2 separate regions of the Sus scrofa genome follow, and region 1 is linked to region 2. A link is a contact called in public HiChIP or PLAC-seq data. All regions are on one chromosome and are shown on one strand. The core of a region is the stretch at or near the end of the contact, and the rest is flanking DNA. Distances in the headings are between cores, read along the strand shown.

Region 1 (6,881 bases), core at 3,470-5,969, 57 kb before region 2:
CAGCAAGAAAATGATCCTTAGGACCAAGGAGGGGAATTTAAGGGGAAGATGACATTCCAAAGGAGGAGACCCCATGATATGGAAACTTGAGAGGATTCAACATATTTTTAGCATCTGTTCCCACCCTTCTGCTGATCTGAACAAGCACCGTGACAGTCCTAGTTGGACCTCATAGGGTCAAATACTCAAGCGTCCTATATTAAACCTATTTCTTGCCTATCACTTTGTCTCTCACTGAATTCCTTCTGCAATGAGACACAAAGAACCTGAGCCTCAGTAGGTCCAGACACCAGGTGAGTGACTCTAATAAAAACAACAACAACAACAAAAAACTGGGTTCAAGTCCCAATCTGGGTTTTGGCTGGGTTCGAGTCAGAGGCGTTTTGGTTTCATTTTGGCAGAGCAGCACCAGTGGCAGAGTGTGGTGGCACCACCTGCTGTCTGTGACAAGGAACCAGGGGCCACAGTGTAAGGAGGCAGTGTTCCCAGGAAAAGGCAAAGGCAGAGAAACAGGCTCTTGGAGAGACTAGCACCACTGATACTGGGACTTTAGCCACGTGGACCAAGCCTCAGAACCACAAGGAAATACTTCCGCGTTATTTTAAGCCACGAAGTTCTGTTTGTTATGACAGCCTTAGGAAAGGAATATCCTATTGTAAGCGAATAAAGTAAGCAAGTGATCACGTATTTGCTAGCAGCAGAAATAATGAAGATGTGTGATAAGAGAGCATTAGTTGAGGCGGCCACTGCCTGCTAAGAGCATGCTAGTATCCTTATGCTCTCACAATAAGCCTCACAACAACTTCATGAGGCGTGTCCTACCATTTCAGAGATGAGAGGAGGTCGGCTCACAGGTAAATGGGTGCCAGATTTAGCACCTGGTCTTCCCACCATCTTCTCCAAGACCTGGTCTCGGACAAGCCTTCACCTTCTACAAAGGAAAGCCTTGCACTTTGCCTTTGGACAATTTCATTCTGCTTCCTCTTTGGTTAACTTATTGAGATATTCATTCTTTTTCGTATATATAGTAGTTTGGGGTTGTTTTGGTTTTTAATAACTAGGTTTATGAAGTGAAACCTCAGGAACCCCTGAGCCAGTCACCTTTCACTTTTCACCCAGGCAGGTGTAAACAGCATCCAGAAGCTCTAGCCTTGCTTTCGTTTTTACTTCAACCACAGCCACGCCCTGGACCTCGTCTAAAATATCGACCATCACAATCCTTTTCTGGGTCAGCCCCCTTCCTCCTGCTCCTGGCAGGGCAGCCTCTGGGGACTGCCCAAATCTTTGTCCTGTGGGGATGAACTCCAAGAGTCAACATGCCACCCCTTCTCTGAGTTCGCAAGTACAACTGCTTGAGCCAACTAACCTCCACGCTTCTGTCTGCAGCTGATAATCGGGATCAATATTTTCTCCGGTGTTCCCTCTGGACACTGAGGGAAGTGACTCAGTCTGTGTCCCGTCAAACTGTTGACACACAAGAGTGGGTGCCTTTCTTCCCCCAAACTTTTGCCTACTTTACAAGGATGGTTATAGCCCTACAGCACTTGATATTCTCAAGTCCTTTCTGAGGTCAGGACATCTTGTTTGCAGGTCTCTCCCAAATTTACAATGACTGCATCATTCTTACCTGGAGTCTGGGGAGAGCTCACCAGGCACCACCCAGACCCCACACGGCTGGATGGGCCCCTCCTCAAATGCCCCAGTTCCTTGCTCTTCCGTCTGTCCATCTTCACCTCCCCCCACCAAATGGAAGGCACCCGTGCTCACCCCTGACTCGTTTAAAACACTAACCAGAATGCTCTCCTGGTGTGCCAGCCCCTCCTCTCCAGGAGCATCCCTCTGGTGGTCCAAACTTGGGTTCCACACCTCCCTGCCAAGTCCTGGGCCCCTTAGTCCAGATCTGCCCTGAAACTATTCTGCAAAGATTGGTGATGATGCAGGGGCTAAGAAACCCAGACCGGGCTCCTCTAGTCCACCATCCACCTCACTTGTCTCTGAAACATCTGAAAGGTTTCAGCCAGCCTCTCTGCTCCCTCCGTTTCAGGTATCGTATTCTTTTTTTGGTCCATTTCTCTGCCTGCCTTCTCTCTTGAGATAAAAGGAAATGTCACATAACAAATGCTCAGATTAGAACCTGGGGGAAACTTGTCGCCTCTGTACTCAAGTCCCAGTGAACTTGAGCTTCCAGTGATGATAGAACCCAGCATCTCTTCGGCCCATTTTCCATAGGCTGGTGCAGCATGGCCGCCTCTCACCTGGGCCCTGCCTTGCTGCAGCCTGTCCCTCCAGCCCACCTCCACCTGCTACCAGGAGCCCCTGGCCAGCATGTGTCAACCCTTCCTCACTGTTTCCGGATTCAACCACTTACTAGTGCTTCCCCTTTGGGCCACTCCAGCCCCGCAGTAGGCCTCCATCACCGGCCCCCGAGTCCAAGGCAGGCCAAGCACAGGACCGCCGACCTGGACAGTGGTTAGGGACAGGTAGTTGGTCACATGTACTCACAGCCCGGGGTGGGGGAGGGGAGCCAGCTGCCCAGGCAAGACACACAGGCCAGGACGGGGGTGGGGGGGGAGCAGAGTCACCAGGTGGGACAGGGGAGGCAGAGGGCGAGGTGACCCAGGTTCCCTTGGGAAGACAGGGTGGCTCATTTGAGTCCCCATACAGCCCAGCAGGGCACGCCAGCTCTTGGGTGAAGGCAGCAGCCTGGAGGACAGAGGACCTGGCTCTCATCTGAGGACCCCCCCCCCAGACAGCAGGTTGCCCCTGCGGAACTCCCAGGGCCCCAGGCGGCTCAACGGCGTCAAGGCAGTAAAGCTTCCCCAAAAACATGGCACCTGAGGACGGCTAGGCTGGGGGAGCCTGAGGAAACAGCAGAAGCAGGAGGTACTCGACTCCCCCTTCACCTTCTTTCCCCAAAGTGGGAAAGGAGCCCCTACCCCACCTGGTACAGTGACTGACCACAGCCTTCTTGCAGGGAGGGGACACTGGGCCAAGAAGGCAGAAGGCCGGTGAGCCCATCCCTGCCCCAGCCTCCTCTCACCAACCCCTCACATAGTCACTGCTGGTCTGAATCCTGCTCTGGTCACTTCCTTGGGACCTCGTTCTCTCCTGAAGCGTCCTGTGTACATTTAAAAATTCAGGAAAACGTGCATGTTTTCCTGCTGTTCATCTGCCCTGTCAGTTTAATTCTTAGGCCCGGCCAGAGGCCCCAAGGGGGCAGAGGAACATCTGGCCTTTCCAGGCACACAGGGCACCACAGGCCTCACAAGATGAGGCCTCAGCAGCCTGACCAGGACGTTGATGTCAGCATGGACAGACCTCGCAGCATTTCATGTAGGAGCCCCACATAAAAGGACTGATGTGCAAGTTAAGCCTCAGTCAGATTAAATAGACAGTAAATGCAGAGTGTATGCCTCCAGAACCCAAAGAGGGCTAAAAGCCACTGGCCTTGCCTCAATATTCCAGATACTGGGGGGACAGTAGTCAGCTTATCAATGATGGGGCAGCCCTCTCTTCACCACATCAACTAGGGGGCTTCTCCAGGGTGGGGCCCTGCACTATCTGGGGCAGTTGCAACACTTGGATCGGGCCCTCTGTCAGGATCTGAATGTCCAGGATGAGCATCTCAAGAGAACAAATGGTCTCAGAAGGTGTGATTATGGGAGTTCCCACTGTGGCCCAGTGGTAACAGACCCAACGGATACCCATGAGGATGCGAGTTCGATCCCTGGCCTCACTCAGTGGGTTAGAGATCTGGCATTACCAAGAGCTGTGGTGTAGGTCTCAGATGCAGCTTGGATCCCACATTGCTGTGGCTGTGGTGTAGGCTGGGCAGCTGTAGCTCCAATTTGATCCCTAGCCTGGGAACTTCCATATGCCACAAGTGCAGCCCTAAAAAGAAAAAAAAAAAAGTGTGATTATGGGGTGCCATGTCACACCTGTGCCCTGGAGGATGGGGGCACAAACAGGACCTCACCTACAGAGTGTACACAACAGCAAGGATGTTGTCCCCATGGGAGCTGGCAGGGCACATCTTGTGCCTTCAGAAATGGCACAGAGGCTGTGGGGGGGGGCACCATGAACAGACCAGCTGCGCCAGTTGTGTAACAGCTGGTTGCACACCAGCTGCCACTGGGAGGGAGTGCTGGGGGCAGCTTCCGTGGGCCAAGGGTGTGAAGGGGGTGGAGACCATGGTGGGGGGTGGGCATGCACTCTCAGGGTAAGGACACTCACCCTGTCATTCACTAGGTCTGTGGTTAAGTTCTCGAAAATTTTCTGTCAAGAGTATAGCAACTTAATACTATACTGTTTCATCCTGTACCTTTCCTCTGATTATGACGTGACTGTTTCAGGAGCTTGCATGACATGCGGCTTTGAAAGGAATTTCAAGACTTATTTTTTTCCGATATAATGGATTTGCTTACAGCCAAGATAGTTGTGTGGCTTCTTAAAATCATAATGCCAACACCTTCTATTACAGAGTTCTGCGCGACTATATTTGTTTTGGTTTAAATTGTGTAATAATAACCTCAATATTATACAGACAAATCACAAATAAATAATGGTACTAATAAATGTGTATATATACCCATGGAAAAGTAATTATGTCAGCAGTCATTTACTTACCTCTTCATTGTGAAGAAACAAAACATTCAAACACAATCACAGACTTGGGTATAAAATAAAGATGAGCACGGGGTCTGTGATATTTCAGCCACAGGCTCTTCACCACCTGCTCATCAGTCAATCAGAGGGAACCTCAGGCGGCAGACGCACCAGCTTGGTGGAAATTCCTTCCCAGAATAGCAAGCGCTGAGCTCAGAGCAGTTCAACAGGAGCAGGCGAGGGACAGACGCAGGACTTTGGGGCAGAGCAACTGGCCTCCACGCTGGCATTTTTTCAGCATCCAAATCCTTCTTTGCTCTAACAGCTGGTTTCTCTGTTTGTCACATTCTTCCTTCCTGTCTGCTTTCCTGGAGTGATGGCGGTGTGGTCCACACAGGCTCCTTGAGAGCAGCCAAGAGGCTATGGGCAGCTGTGCCCATGTCCCCACTTGTCCTGCGGCAAAACTCCCTGTGCAAGCCTGATGCGCCCACTGAATGTCTCCCTGAGGCACAGAAAACGCAAACTTTAAGAGAAATGGACTGTCAGCTGTCAGTTAGGTCAAATAAGTCTCTCTGCCACTTTTAAACATTGAATTATTGTGGTAGATTTGCCTTTCCCTTCTAATGGAAAACAAAAACCTGCCCTAGTCCATCAAGGCTTTGCTTCCCTTTATATCAACTCAATTTAAAACAGTACTATCTTCAGCCACAACAACAACAAAAAAGTGCTACGTTTTTAAATAATGCATTCGTACTATAAACACAAATGATTTTCTTCTTCACACCGCCACTCTATAATGAGGCTTTCCTTTACAATTATAAACATTTCATAAACATTGCTTTCTATGACCACTTGGAAAAATCCATGAATTTACTTAACTACTTAAACTGGAGATGTAGGCTATTACTTTTTAATATTATTAATAGTGTACTGAACATGCTATCATATGTGTCAAAAGAAGAGTAGGATAGAACAAGTAGGTCAAAGGATGTGAACTTTTCAAAGTGTGACACGTCAAGTGAGCAGATGCTAACGCACTTACAAATGGATCTGAAGATTGAGAATCCGCAGATGATAGCCGGTCTGGAGTGGAGGACACTCAGTTTCTAGGATTTAATACCACTAAGGGACATTTACCACGCTCTGAATAGAAACATACAAGGTTTGTGGGTATTGCTCTAAGCCTCTCAGTGTGGGAAGTATTTTGTTATGCAGCAATACACTGACACACATTTTGATTCAGGATTTTGGAAGTGGAGCACAACCAGTGTTGCCATAGAACCAAAGTGTGGATGAGGCATAGAGGTAGAGATCAATCAATAGGATGAGCAGGGAAAACCACAAATAGGAAGCCACATGCCAGGATGAGGAATCCACAGACAAGTGGGTGCTCACATCACTCAGGACAGTGGCAGGACTTGGGTGAAGAATAGAGCCAGGAGCCCAACTGGACCAAAGTCTCCATAACCAGGCAGGTGGAGGAAGTCCACTCAACTGACCAGGGCTTAAAGGACCTGGACTTTTCATAAGAAGCAGCTATTGTTTGAAAGCTGAACTGGGACCCAAGAAAAGGCCCCTGAGCCAGCTCCCAGCCTCAGATGCACATGGGAATGGTTCTGGCGGTAAATGGGAGTGTGCCTGGGAACCCACTTTCACCATGTTGCCGTGAGGGAGGCACAGTGAGGCCAGAAGCAGACCAAGAGTCCAGAAGTTGTTTTTCACCTTTGTACTCACGTTCCAAGGGGCCAGTACACCATGCAAGATGACTCAGAGGGAGTGCCAGAGTCAGTCAAAGGGCAGCAGGATAGGCAGACTGTGGGTGGCACCTTTACTGCAATTTCCATGCAAAGGAACTGGTGAGGCAGGGTAAGCGGTTCAGGACTGGCTGATCTGAATAAATTCCACAGGCTCTGGGCACAGAGACTATTCCTGGTTGCCTGGTACCTGACCCCGGGCAATTGGGGCAGGTGTACAGAGGCCTGGAGTGTGAGTCCTATATGGGATGTGGCTGGAGTGTGGGCTTGGGGGTGTAGATAAAAAGGGAAATGAGCAGTCTAGTCAGGGCCTCAAAACTGGGGTCAAATCAAAGTGTTAAATGCAGATCACACTCACCAAGTTAGTCAGCAGCTGTGGCTGGGCCCACAGTCACCCCAGGGACCAGCCCCTCCCATTCACAGGCCCTGCCTATCCCCACAGCCCCACCACCACCCAGACAGCCCAACAGCACCCCAAAGCTTCACCACAGCAGGAGGGGCACATATCTCTTAAGTGCTAAG
Region 2 (6,988 bases), core at 4,124-6,623:
CGGATGAGGACAATTCTGCCAGCATTGTCTGCCTTGGTTTTGTTTGTTTCCTGGTCAGATTTCTCAGTTTGCTGGGAGACTGTGCAGGAAGTGAAGGGGGAAGTAAGATGTTCAGAAAAGGGGGCCCAGAGGTCGGTGCTAGAGAGTGAGAGGATTTTCAGAGCTTCCTGGGCTCCCAGGGCAAGAAAACACCACAGGTCTGTGAACCCCTTCCATCAAAGGAGTGATGACCTGTACCTAGTGTTTGTCTGAACCAGCAGGGTCCCCATTGTCTGAAAGGAAGTTTGTACAGCCGTCCCATCCATCCTTACTCAGCCTGAAACTGCTGGGAAAGGGGAACACACACCAACCCACAGTCTGGAAATCCCGGGAAAAAGACGCATCACCGAGTGCTCTAGAGGACAGAGGTTTACGGTTAGATAACGAGATAGGTGAACTTGCACTTCTAAAAAAGAGTATGTTCAGGTGCTGCCAGCAGAGTAAAGGGAGGTGAACAGCCTCCAGGATGACCCCCGAGGGTCTCAAAGCTGGCACGATCACCCCCGTGGAACCCCTCCCACACTGGGTGGTGCAGACCAGAAGGGAGGTGACCACGAGGCCAGGTCACAACAGACCTAGGCACTCTGACATCCAGAGGCTGTGGAGTGAGGAGACCCAGCAGGGACATGGTGACACCCAGGTGCCTGCTGCGGACAGCGCTGACTCCCACTTGCTTGTAATGGGCCCTGGGAGGGGGTTCCAGAGCCCAGCCCTGTTTTCAGAGGGGAGGATTGGGATGGCCCTGTGTCAGCGTCACCACCCCCAACCCCAAATCACCCAGTTGCAAGCCTGCCGCACTGCTGGCACAGGCAACCTGAATGAAATGATACCCACTTATTGTTTTCAGGCAGGAATCTTTCCTGTAACCTGGTGAGAAGCAGGAGGTAAATAGTGCAGGGCTGGAGGGGAGCAGGCCCACACTGTCATCTGTAAGAGGAATGAGGAACAGAGATCCTAGAGACAGGCAGGTCCAAGAGTCAGGACACCTGCGGGCCAGCCGAACAAATGGGCAGGTGTCACCAGGATGCTGGACGTACCTGGAGTGACAGTAGTCTCTGCTCAACCAGAGCCCAAGTCTTCACTGAAAAAAATGTGGACAGAGGGTGGGCAGCCCCAGTGTAGGCCTTCAAAAGCTCAGGAATTTTTATACAAACAAGTAAAGCATTTAGGAGATGAACAGAGGTCCAGTAGAGCCCCCCACCTCCCCAACCTGGGCGCTGACTTAGATGGGCGGGCTCAGGGAGAGTGAAAGTGGACCACAAACCCCACCACCCTGTGCTCCAGCCCCGCCCTTAACATCACCTGAACTTCCCTGGGTGACAGCAGAGCCTCAGCCAAGAGTCTCCTCTAAGGAAAAGAACTTTTGTTTTTCAGATCCTTATAATATTGTTGGAGTTCCCACCGTGGCATAGTGGGTGAAGAATCCCACTGCAGCGGCTTAGCTGGTGCGGAGGCACAGTTTCAATCCCCAACCAGTGCAGTGGGCAAAGATTCTGGCATTGTTGCAGCTGCAGCTCGGATTCAACCCCTGGCTGGGGAATTTCCATCTGCCACGGGTGTTGCAAAAAAAAATAAAATAAAATAAAAAAATACTTGTTAAACAAGCACGGTTTGCTGCGCACTCCAATCAAGAAAATTCACATCACTTTGACTTTGTGAATAAAACCAGATCTGTCATTGAGGCTTCTTGGGACCACAAGCCATCTTTCTTTTTCCCTTTTCTTTCTTCCTACAGCTTCCCTCCTTCCCAGTGTTACCCTGGGCTTTAGGAACCAGGCACCCCAGGGAATTCCAAGGGACTTCCCTCAGGTCAGGGAGACAGCAGGCTCACCGAGACTCAGGGACAGACTTACTGACCTGGCCCTTGGACTTAGGACACAGAGCCCCCCCTTCCCCCACCCAGCTCCCAGGCCAGGAGGCCTAGTGCTCAGGGCCCTGGCATCTGGGTCAGACCCCGCTCTGCTCTGATGAGCTCTGTTCATCCTGCATGGGCGCCCTGGTCCATCACAGGACCCACCACCCCTCCATCCCGCCAGCTCTAAGAGAGCTCACCCCTGGGCTGGGACCAGCATCCCTCCTGGAAGCACCAGCCCCACCCCCCTGCAGAAGACCCAACACACTGGTCCATCACACAGCCAGACAGTGTCGCTTTGAGGGTTTCCACACCTACAACTTTTAACTTTTTATTTTTACAAAATTGTGAATTTTCTCCCATGACAAAGCAATATTAAACATAAAATTTGTCTACACTTCCTGGAAAGAGGAAGGGGAGGTGTGCTTTCATTCATTTGTGGACAATGCCACAAGAAAAATGAGTCCCTAACAGATCAATAATACATTATGATTATTTTGTCATCTGTGCAGTGAACATTTACTGGACTGCCTTCCCATCTCTGCTCGCTCTAGAAATTACAAGGATGTGTATTTTCTTGGTGTTGGGAGAAACACCATGTCCGCAGCATACATGTCAGGTACAGATGTAAAATGAACCCAGGATTTACTGAAGTTATCGCCTGAGCGCAGTCTGGTGCAAAGGGAAAAAATACCTAGTGGCTCCTGCATAATTTACTATTAACACAACAATAAAACCTGTTAAAACACTGAAAGGAAGCTTGGGTTATACGGTTAGCATCCATTTATCTTGAAATGAAGATGGAGGAGGTGGAAGAAGGGGAAGAAGAGCGGGAAAGCAGAGGGATTGTTACAATATTCACTATGTGGCATCTGTAACCACGTGCCTCACTGATCTCAAAGTCCTTCCTTAACTAAGGTAACATCACGGAGTTCCCGTCGTGGCGCAGTGGTTAACGAATCCGACTAGGAACCATGAGGTTGCGGGTTCGGTCCCTGCCCTTGCTCAGTGGGTTAATGATCCGGCATTGCCGTGAGCTGTGGTGTAGGTTGCAGACACAGCTCGGACCCCGCGTTGCTGTGGCTCTGGCGTAGGCCGGCAGCTACAGCTCTGATTCGACCCCTAGCCTGGGAACCTCCATATGCCGCGGGAGCGGCCCAAAGAAATAGCAAAAAGCCAAAAATAAATAAATAAATAAACATCACGGACCGGTTCCAACATTTGGATTCCTATAATCTCTTCCACCTTCACTGGGCCTCGGGACACAACAGAGGTTTTGGTTTAACTTTTGATTGTGACCTTGTCAAATACAAAAAGTAAAGATATTAGCATAACAGACACGACAATAAGAAGAGGAACCAAACGTTACTATTTTCCCACATTCCCCTCATTCCTAGTTTCTAGAAATAGGGCTCTAGAACCAGTTGAAGTTTCTGTCCCTTCCCGGGTCCAGCTCTCAGAAATGCCTTTCCAGGCCGCCCTCCTTCCATTTCCTGTGTCCCTGCCCTGCGTCCAGGGGACTGTCTGTCTTTTTTTTTTTTTTTTTTTTTTGTCTTTTTGCCATTTCTTGGGCCGCTCCCACGGCATATGGAGGTTCCCAGGCTAGGGGTCGAATCGGAGCCATAGCCACCGGCCTACGCCAGAGCCACAGCAACGCGGGATCCGAGCTGCGTCTGCAACATACACCACAGCTCACGGCAAGGTCGGATCGTTAACCCACTGAGCAAGGCCAGGGACTGAACCCGCAACCTCATGGTTCCTAGTCGGATTCGTTAACCACTGCGCCACGATGGGAACTCCAGGACTGCCTGTCTTATAGACGCCAGAGGATAATCCCTCGTCCCCTGTCCACTCCGGTGTGATGGATGGGCAACAGGGACTGTTTAGTTGGGGTTCTTTCAGCCAATTCCCCCATCTCAGTCCTGCTGGCTCACTCCCAGCAACACCCAGACCAGCCACAAAAAATTATCTCCAGGGAGCACCAGATGCCTTGACTCTAGCCTTTCTGTGATGCTGGGCCAAACACTGCTTCCATGAGCACCTTCTGCAGGCACCTACGTTTCTAATGCAATTAGAACACTCATCTTCCTATCAGCCATTTTCCAACCATTTCTAGAATCTTCTATTGTCTTCTCTCCCCATTTCTATCCTTTTGAGTTTTTACTATCATCTTAAGAGTTTTTATAAGAAAAAGACATAAACACATCTGTTTTATCAGCCAGAGAGGTTCCCCCCGCCACAAAGCACTGAAACAGCCCTCAAATGTATCTAAGAAGGACCAATTATAAAGCATCAGTGTTGTGGAGTTCCCATTATGGCTCAGCGGTAACAAACCCAACTACTATCCATGAGGACTCAGGTTTGATCCCTGGCCCCACTCAGTGGGTCAAGGATCCAGCATTGCTGTGAGCTGTGGTGTAAGTAGGAGACAAGGCTCAGATCTGGAGCTGCTGTGGGTGTGGTGTAGGCCAGTGGCTACAGCTCCAATTCGATCCCTACCGTGGGAACCTTTATATGCCACAGGTGCGGCCCTAAAAAAAATAAATAAATAAATAAAGGAACAGTGTTGCCTATAAAGAAAAGTATAAGAGGAGCCCTTCCTAAGTGCTCCACTATCAGGAATAACTTTAGATAAGAACCTGCATTGACTGTGATGATATTATCCAAATTGACTGAACCAGGAGGTGTGGTGTGACTATTTTTCACCCCTTATATTTGGCTCTGCTGCCTTTGAAAACAAAAGCATCCTGTGTTTTGTTATTTGGAAGTTCAAAATATTAGAAAAGGCAACAAGATACTACAGAAAAAGTAATGAGATGGTTGTGAGACTTTTTACAGCTGTAAGAGGGTTCCCACTTGTCCTGAACGTTATTCATTCAACATTTGTTTTGTCAAAACCATTTACTGAATGGTCAGAATGTGCGAGGCTGAGATCTCAGCACTTCGATGGGTTCGAGGCTCCGGCCATGTGTGTTCATCTCTCTTCAGTCCCACGATGGACCGTGTCCTCCGCACACACAAAGTTATAGAATAATTTTTAGGTAACAAATGGAAGTAAGAGGACAGTGGGCCTCTCCACGCAATCTGACAGGTGGCTCAATTTTTAAATAGTTACTGGATATCTTAGGATAATCTACCACATGACTAATTTAAATGCACAGAGCAGAAGTTTATAGTTAGAAAAGCATTCCTTATGAGTTGCTTTTTTTCCTGAGATTCACATCCCACAGATTTAGTGAATTAAGACCAGGTTTAAAAGATAAGTGGTGACTTCCAGGCACAAAGCCAGGGTACAGAGCAAGGTGTGCAGGCATCATGCTTATTCACTCCATAAATGCAGTTCTCGCCACACTCAGTGGCTTTCATTTCTAAGAACCCGGGCCTCAGAGCCGGGCTGCTGGAATCCCCGGCCAGGGCGTCTGCGGAAACATGAGTTCAGTGACCAAATATAGCCGAGTGGAGTAAGAGGGCAGGTGGGACTCCAAGGCCACAGTCATCTCAGAGTGACCAGGGCCCAAGCAGTGTGTCATGAAGAGCCGGGGCCGGGCCCCACTCCCCCAGCAGAGAAGCAACCCTCGTGGGAAACCCCTCACCTGTTAGGGGTCTTCGAACTGACCACGGGATCGAAAGGTCTGTAAGATGTATTGTAATATAGTAACTAGTAGAGCAACATTTTTTTAACTCTTTTTTATTGACAGCTAAAAATATAGTAGTGGTTTGTCAGAACACTAGTTAGAAGATGGTTTGATTTTTTTTTTTTTAATTTGGAGTGGAAAAGTAACAGGAATTTTGTAGCCATTCCAAAAAGAAGAAATATGTAGGATTGATCTGCAGGCTTTATTTCTACCTATGCTGTGAGGGGGGTGCATTTTCTATTCTAATCTTAGAGAGGAAAAGTAAGTTGGTGCTATCAATTCTAAAAAAAAATAAATGTACTGACAGAGCCAGCACTTGTCAAGATCGTGTTTGTCTTTTGTTTCAAAGAAAATAAGAATGCAGTTAATTTGAAACCTTGTATATACTTAAGCTAAGTAGTGATGGCTTAAAATGATATGCTTTAGGTTTTAGTAACATTTTAAGTTGGTAATTACACTTTCAAAAACCTTTTAAATCAGTTGAGCAGACCTTTTATATCCTATCTATGCCTCAAGTTTGCATATTTTTAAAATATAAAAGGGAAACTGGAGTCCAGTCAAATTTAAACCTTACAGTACAATTTTATATCAGGTTGTTGTAAGTTACACATGAAATTGTCTTGAATCCAACAGATGAGGTTGGTACAGAATGATTTCAGGCTCATGTTTCTTTTTTAACATTTGCTAAAAATACTAATTGACTTCGAGTAAGAATAATGTGTCCACATCCAATGCCTGCTGCCTGACAATATAACACTAACCTAGTCCCTGAGTCACAAATACGCAGAAATTCATTCCTTACTACGGGATAAATATACTCTTCAATGTACTTTTTCCTCAAAGAAAGAACCTGAATGCTCACCTCTATGATCCAGATTTTAAAAATCAAACTCTATTTGGCAATTATTGCTAATGGCAGACAAGGCCTAAGAGTGCTATCAAGATGCTGAGTATCCTGTGAATATAGGATTCCATGTTCCTAGAATACAAATTAATCCTCCTGTGTTCCCACGTCTGATACGCATTAGGGTCTGGGTCCAAGGGACCCTTGTCAGTTCTCTGAGCTGCTGTGTGTTGCTAAAACTGAAAGGGTCAGAGCACACGTCACAACAGAATAGGGATCTGGATTACACTGGACAATTACAATTACCTTGGTTTCTTTACCTCATTTAAAAACAAAGCAAAACATAGAGGGTAACATGAGCCAAGTTTTAATATAAATCTGACATGCTCTTAAAAAGATACCACCTGAAACCTCTAACGCCAAGAGAGAGCCTGGGCTTTACACACACACACACACACCCACACACGTTTGTGTGTGTAGGTAACAAAGTGATTGTGGTATCTGGGTTCCAATCAGAATTCAGGCATATGGAGGCAACGCTGTGTCCTGGTTAAATTCCAGCAAAGGAAACAAAAGGCTGAGCAAAGAAGCTCTGCCTGTAACTTGAATCTGCTAAAC

What was found. HiChIP or PLAC-seq counts read pairs in DNA pulled down with a chosen protein or histone mark.
Region 1: an H3K27ac HiChIP or PLAC-seq map of skeletal muscle shows a contact between it and region 2. The contact joins the promoter of DDX60 here to the promoter of PALLD in region 2. A contact is called at or near these places in 3 of 5 promoter capture datasets (fetal liver, fetal skeletal muscle and liver), 15 of 47 Hi-C or Micro-C datasets (embryonic fibroblasts, epiblast stem cells, fetal heart ventricle and 8 more) and 1 of 2 datasets of contacts at active chromatin or transcription factors (skeletal muscle).

Annotation. Positions count from the first base shown.
Region 1 is chr14:21,075,329-21,082,209 of Sscrofa11.1, reverse strand. DDX60 (probable ATP-dependent RNA helicase DDX60) reads right to left here and starts at 4,719. Exons shown (of 39, transcript XM_021072214.1): 1 at 4,627-4,719.
Region 2 is chr14:21,018,510-21,025,497 of Sscrofa11.1, reverse strand. It overlaps PALLD (palladin), which reads left to right and starts at 5,373. Exons shown (of 23, transcript XM_021073311.1): 1 at 5,373-5,521.